Linked DNA regions of Mus musculus: region 2 is linked to region 1. Evidence: chromatin contacts called from public HiCAR-type data. All regions are on one chromosome and are shown on one strand. The core of a region is the stretch at or near the end of the contact, and the rest is flanking DNA. Distances in the headings are between cores, read along the strand shown. Region 1 has its middle 16 kb from the start of Gm39609. Region 2 holds the start of Tmem17 (transmembrane protein 17).

Region 1 (3,620 bases), core at 749-3,248:
TCAGCTATAGTCTTAGAAGCCAGGTGTGAGGTCTTTACTTTCCTAGGGCAAGGGCTTTCATACCCAAGTCATGGTTCTAACTAGGGAGTTCCGTTCTAGCTAACCATCTCATGAATAATGCAATACTCTAAAACCACAGCCCGATCTACTTCCTAAACCATTGTAAATTCCTGTATATGGGAGCGACTTGGCTTTTATTCTAAATGATAGTGTAGTACCAGAGGGTATTCTGAATGTCACTGAATAGCAACATTCCTACTGAATTTCAAGCCCATGGTCTTGCTCAAGGACGTTCTAGGACTGTTGGAACACTGGCGGAAGGCTTTAGCTATGTCAGAATTCAATCTTAAAAGGCACTTATAATAGGATAATACTAAAAGAGAGCACGTGGAGCCATACACTAGACTAACACAGGAATGGAAAATTAATGTATAGGTTAGAGAGAACGCCAGACTCTAGGAGTGAGTTTCTGTGAAACTCTTTTGCCTCGTGAGTAGCTTTCAAGTCTCAGCCTGTCAAGCTGACTCGACCGGAGAGCTTGGCATTTCCCCTCCATATCCACACCTAACTACTCATCCAGACCCACACCCTTGCTAACTTCATGAAAAAAATCCCCCAATTTTACCATTTTCAAATTATCTTCTCCCTCTTTTCTTCACATTGTACCATAAGTAGAACATTCCATTCTGTTTATGATTAAATACTCCAGTATGCTGTGATCCAAGTCTACCCAGAAACCTCATCTTCACCTCACACCCCCAACAGAGAGAAGAGTACTACAGCTTCTCTGTGCCTTATGACTTTTCCTATCAACATACAAGTAAACTAAATCTTTCTTAGAAAGAAACAAACACGATGTATAAACAAGTCTTTCTGGACCTACTGCCCCTCTCCAAACCAGACTAGTATCTCTTGCTATGACCTTTATGTCCCAGCAGGCACCATTTGCAATCACCTTGCTCATAGATAGAACATTTTCCACCTGAGTCCCTCCTTGTAAGAACCTTCTCAGTTACCCACTTTGTCTCTTTCCCTTTATGGTGACTAGAAAAGACAAGATTCCCTGGAATGTATTAGGAAAGCAGCAGAGAGACTTGGAAAAAACGTTTCTAGCTTCAATTAGACTTACAATGTCTGTTGAGGCTCACCAGCTTTATAGAGCTGTGGGCTTTTTACTGTTCTTTGGAGAAAGAAGAACCGATTACAAACTTATTTCTTTGAGAGCTCATACTAAACTATGGTACGTTTTTGTAACCATTGCCAAGTTACTTTAAATTTGTGTTTTGGTTCAAGGGCAGACTATATATTGGTTAGGATGTATTCCCAGCTGATTTATCTCCAAAAAGGTTTGCCCAGGGTTTGCCAACTTCTGAACATCTTTCCTTGTGACAGCATTACATTACATATATATATATATATATATATATATATATATATATATATATATATACTCCACTGCTTCCTAAACGCTTATGCCCTTACCAAGGACTCATCCTGAGTTATATAGCCTTGTTAAGAAAACTTTCCCCAACAAATGGCTGGTTCCTCTGGCACTGCTCATACAGAAGGGAATACTCGTCTTGCTTCTTTCTACTTGGGAATCCCACCTGATATACATACAATCCTTAAGACTGATTAGTGTTGTCAATCAACAACAAGCTTTCTTTTCTTTGGTGAAAGGAGTTAAATGTCTCGAAGGCTGCTTCCACAGTCTACTCCAGGACCAAGCCCACAACACGCATGCCCAAGCAGTCACACCAAACCCACGAATACACATGCCCCAGCAGTTGCTTCCAGCTTCTTTTGTATTCCAGGCCAGAGGACCACTCAGGGAAACCCAGCAGACCAAGCTGATGAGCACTGGAGCTGCAGCAGGGCCAGTGGTCTGAGTGCCAGCGAAAATCACAGCAATCTTGGAAACCTCCACAGGCTTGGAAAAAAAGATCCAGGATGCATGGCAAACCAGCTACAGCAGCTGCATTGTTTCAGTGGAACAGCACCACATAGAGGAGGTGCCTAGCTGAGATTTTAGAGGCTTAGGCATAGAATTTTCATCTCATGCCCAGACTTGGGAGAGATGATAGTCACAACCTCAAAAGTCTTGGCTTTCTGAAGCTTTGGCTGGCCAAGTTCTGGTTGTCATGAAGTCTTCCAGCTTTGAGGTCGGGGTTAAGGAGACAATACTGAATAGGCTAAGGCTGTGTCCTTGTGTAAAAGTCACCCTATTGCTGTCTGAAATGTCACATGATTCCTATGCAGGAGGCTCTGCACTGTTACTTGGATGACTTGGAGTTCACAAGCACACTAATGCCAGCGCCTCCTTTGTAGTTCTAATTCCTTTCACTGCTAACAAACAAAGAGCACAGAAGCTGGGAGGGAGTCCATGAGGTTCACTGAGCAGTGGAGGTTGGCAACTTACCCAGAGAGGACCCCTCATGGGCAGAGCATGTCTCTTAGCTACAGCAATTCTGTCAGCCAGAGTCCATTCTAAGTTAAACAGAGACGCATAGAGTTTTTTGTTTTTGTGGGGTTTTTTGCTACTTCTTTCTGAAAAAATGTTTGTTAAAATTACATTTTGATTTATTTATCTTGTGTGTATGAACATGTATTATGGCACATGTATAGGATTCCAAGGACAACCTTGAGTCAGTTCTCACCTTCCACCATGTGGGTTCTAAGAATTGAAGCCAGGTGATCAGGTGTGGCAGCAGACCATTGAGACCCTGCTAATGCCATGCCTCTTTAAGCATACATGTGTACAGCATACTTGCTGCTTGTTTTTAGTGTTCTGAATTATTATTATTTTTTAAGTCAGCACAATTGGTGGTTTGAATGAGAATTCCCCCCATTGGCTCATATATTTGAATACTTGGTCCCCAGTTATTAGAACTGTTTGGGAAGGATAAGAACTTGTTGGAGGAGGTATATAACTGGGGCTGGGCTTTGAGGTTTCATTTCAAATCCATTCCAAATTTTCTCTCTCTCTCTCTCTCTCTCTCCCCTCTCCCTCTCCTTCTCCTTCTCCTTCTTCCTCCCCCCCTTGCTATATGAGCTCTCAGCTACTGCTCCAGCATACCTATCTGTTACCATGCTCCCTATCAATAGGGCCATAGGTGCTAACCCTGTAAGACCTAAATGAATGCTTTCTTCTATAAGTTGCTCTGGTCATGGTATTGCATCACCTCAGTAGGTGACCCATCCAGCAGGTCCAGTTATTCGAGGATCTCGAGGGGACCTCCTCCTAATAACCAAATGGGGGGTAGAGAGAGATGAGGGTCTTGTACGAGTAATGACACGGAAACCGTTCTGAAGTTGTATCAAGACCCCAATGTATTGAGAAAGGTCCAAGGCTTAAATGCACAAGCAAAAGGGGAAGTACAGACACTTATCAGCCGGAGGGGTGGGTCAATACAAGCAAAAGGAGAAGTACTTATGGGAGGGGGGGCAATAGAAATTCTTTCTTTTGGCAGCTACACGGGGAAGCAGGGACTTGGTGGTATCAGGGTGTGGTCAGGACATCGGTGATGACCTAGGGCTGGAACATCCCTTGGTTCTCGGAATCCATGTGTCGGTGGCCCGCTTTTGACCCCTTTTTCTTCTCGGTGGGAGAGGCTCAATTC
Region 2 (3,568 bases), core at 604-3,103, 53 kb before region 1:
TGCACTACTACCTCTGGGCTAGGAATTTTTAAAATTTGTTAGCGCTAAGGAAAATCCACTAGGATTTTTTTCATTATTATTATTTTACTTTGGGCAACAGTACAATTCTTGATCCATTGTGGGTGTGATCTTACAGTCAGATTCGCCAAGAAGAAAACAGGAAAGTAATTACACACTAGCTAAGCTGATACTTTTAGAACCTTTAGAGCAGAAACTGTAGTCTTTTTTTTTTTTTTTTGCAAAGAGACTGAAGCAGGAATATTTCAAGATCAAAGCCAGTCTGGACTACTTAGAAAATTTCAGGATAGCCCAGGTACTTCTTGATTGCATTGTAACCAAATAAATTTTGTTGTTGTTTGTTTTAAAGGCTATGGGGATATAGCTTGAGAAGAGTGGCTGTTTAGAATGTCAGGGTTTTGATTTTATGTAGGCTCATGTCCATACTTCAACACATCAAATTTATACAATTGAAAAATCAGACCAAATGAAGAGGAACCACAAGGCACAAGGTGTGAGTTCATTAAATTTTACAAAAGTTCCAGTTAAGTTCTGTAATGAGATAAAATTTAAGTATTATATAATTGGTCAGACAAATTTTTCTGACCAATTAATTGCCTGTCTTGGCAGAGACAGTGAACTTAAACAGCTTTTCTCACGTTTGAATGTCTGGGAAAACAATATTTTCTGACACGTAAGAACCATAAGAAATTACAGGGCTGATGTCTTTACCTAGTTCTATTGCTGTCCACACCATCACGACTATCTAGGCTGCTGAGGCTCTAAAGAACTTCAGAACAAATGTCACCCCCGCCCCCCCCACACACACTTTTTTTCCCAGAGACTTTGTATTATTCGATTTTAGTGCCCCGTACGGCTCACACTTTGAATCGGAAACACGAAATCCTAATTTTACAGGCTTTTCTCCATATAGCGTAAATTACACGAATGACCAAGGTGACAACATGCAATGATGGCAAGTGGTTTGCTTTTCAATGCCCTATTTAAGAAATAAAAATAAAAATAAGAAAGCCCAAACCAAGCCATCGAAAGGATTTCCAATTCCTTGATTTCAAAGGAGACAACCATGTATGCTGTCCTCCTGATTGAGGAGGCAGAAGCTGGAGTTAACTCGTTGGTATTTCGTTTTTAGATTTCGGGAGGAGAGTTTTTTATACAGGGAGAAAGAAGGAACAGGCAGAGGAAGGCCTTGTCGGTTTGGCAGCAGCCGGTCTTGCTCTGCTAGGAGGGGTTTGGACACAGCCCGGTTTTGTGTGAGCCGGCGGCTGTCACGCTGGGGACTCAGCGGGGACCCGCGTGGGGAAGAAGGCGTTCCTGATCCGCATCCTGATCCGCTCGGCGACCGCGCCACCGGGTGCAGTAGCTGCGGCGGCGGAAGCGCGTGGTCTCCCGGGTCCGCCGCAGGGCCGTGGTTTCTCCCGGGGCACAGAGCCCTGGCTGAAGCCGGAGCAGCCATCTTTCACCCGGGCACGGCCTGTGCGGCCTCCCGCCCGCGAGCCACACCCCCGCGTGGGCCTGCGCCCTCGCCACTCACCGGCCGCATCACTGGACTCTGGCCCGGTGCGGCTGGAGTCGCCGAACACGGTGAGGCTGAGGTTGCTCAGGCGCTGGCGAACAGGGTCCGGCAGCTCCATGCCTGGCCTGCCCGCTGGCCTCTCACACACCCGCTAGTCGGCGGGCACAGCGGCGCGTGGCGGTTCCCTTGGCAACCGGGCAGTGCGGGGCCCCTAGGGACCTGGTACCTGGGCTTCCCCGAACGCTACAGAATCCTCCAGAGGCTTCCCCTTGGAGAGGCGAGCCAGGGCCACGGGCCCGCAGCCTAACGTGGCCTAGTGCTGCTGAAAATGGCGGGTTCCTCCGTCTTGCTTTAAAGCCGCGTCGTCTTAAGATGATCACAAGTAATAAGCCATTCGGACCTGGGCTGAGCCACAAGGAGCTCTCACACCATAGCAATTCCTCTGCAAAATTGGTGCACCATTTCTTGAGGGAAATGGAAAACGAACATAGATATTTTAAAAAAATGCCCTTGACATTCTTTTTATTATTATTAGATATTTTCTTTATATACATTTCAAATGCTATCCCGAAAGTTCCCTATACCCTCCCTCTGCCCTCCTCCCCTACCCACCCACTCCCACTTCTTGGCCCTGACATTCCTCTGTACTGGGGCATATAAAGTTTGCAGTACCAAGGGGCCTCTCTTCCCAATGATGGCCAACTAGGCCATCTTCTGCTACATATGCAGCTAGAGACATGAGCTCTGGGGGTACTGGTTAGTTCATATTGTTGTTCCACCTATAGGGTTGCAGACCCCTTCAGCTCCTTGGGTGCTTTCTCTGGCTTCTCCATTGGGGGCCCTGTGTTCCATTTTATAGATGACTGTGAACATCCACTTCTGTATTTGCCAGGCACTGGCATAGACTCATATGAGACAGCTATGACAGGGTCCCTTCAGCAAAATCTTGCTGGCATATGCAATAATGTCTGGGTTTGGTGGCTGATTATGGGATGGATCTCTGGGTGGGGTATTCTCTGGAAAGTCCATCCTTTCGTCTTAGCTCCAAACTTTGTCTCTGTAACTCCTTTCATGGGTATTTTGTTCCCTATTAGAAGGAGGAATGAAGTATCCACCCATTGGTCTTCCCTCTTCTTGATTTTCTTGTGTTTTGCAAATTGTATCTTGGGTGTTCTATGTTTCTGGGCTGATATCCACTTATCAGTGAGTGCATATCTAATGACTTCTTTTGTGATTGGGTTACCTCACTAAGGATGTTCCTCAGAAAATTGCCCTTGACATTCTTAAGAGGGTGGATGAGCCAAGCATACCTGCTTCAGAAGACAGGGAAATAACTTAAAAGTATTGAAAGCAGTTGTTTCTGGAATATAGGTGATTTTAAAACTAAAAATATCAGCCTTTCCCTGCTTTCTCTTAAGACATATCATTTTAGCATTTAGAAGGCAGAGACAGGAGATCTCCAGTTTAAGGTTAGCCTGGGATACATTGCAAAATCCTCAAAAACCAAAACAAACCATTAGGTGTAATAGACATAAAGAAAAGCACAGTCGGATGTATTAGGTCCCAGGTCAGTCAACAGTATCATCATCTCCAGGAGCTACCCTTTCTCAGTTGCTTGTGAAGCAGTGGCCTGTTTTATACTTTATAGTAGACTGATTGCACATTCAAGTTTAAAAAGAAAATCTGACTTTGCTGTCAACATTTTTTATGAATTTTCTTTCATGTTGATAAGTTCCTGTGTAATTTCTACTTAGGAGCAGTTATGACAAGTGCCACTCTTGGTGAAAATGCTTGTTGATGAACATACATGTTTATGTTGAGTATAACATACACATTTATGTAGAGTGTAACCTACATGTTTATGTTGAAACATACATGTTTATGCCAGTGTAACATGTTTATGTCGAATGTGTCCGGGGAAGTGCTGAGGCAAGTGGTATGTAAGACCAATTTTATTGGGATCTGCCAAGGCTTTCTCAAAGAGGTTTCAGCAAACTCTCCAGCTATATTCGAACATTCCTGTCACTCTGTGAG

What was found. HiCAR-type assays count read pairs that join an accessible place to other places.
Region 2: a HiCAR-type map of astrocytes shows a contact between it and region 1, with 4 times the contacts expected there. The contact joins the promoter of Tmem17 here to the enhancer-like site in region 1. A contact is called at or near these places in 3 of 39 promoter capture datasets (3T3-L1-derived adipocytes and liver), 10 of 484 Hi-C or Micro-C datasets (cardiomyocytes, embryonic stem cells, liver and 3 more) and 3 of 115 datasets of contacts at active chromatin or transcription factors (astrocytes, embryonic stem cells and liver).

What each region holds. Positions count from the first base shown.
Region 1 is chr11:22,457,804-22,461,423 of GRCm38.p6, reverse strand. No RefSeq gene overlaps it. Among named protein-coding and RNA genes, the nearest start is that of Gm39609, 16 kb to the right of the region's middle. Within about 2 kb of position 1,998, at least 27 of the 459 cell types and tissues checked have an H3K27ac peak or open chromatin away from gene starts, as enhancers often do. A contact at or near this core is called in astrocytes and muscle stem cells, where this site is marked.
Region 2 is chr11:22,510,568-22,514,135 of GRCm38.p6, reverse strand. Tmem17 (transmembrane protein 17) reads right to left here and starts at 1,853. Exons shown (of 4, transcript NM_153596.3): 1 at 1,553-1,853. The coding sequence starts at 1,652.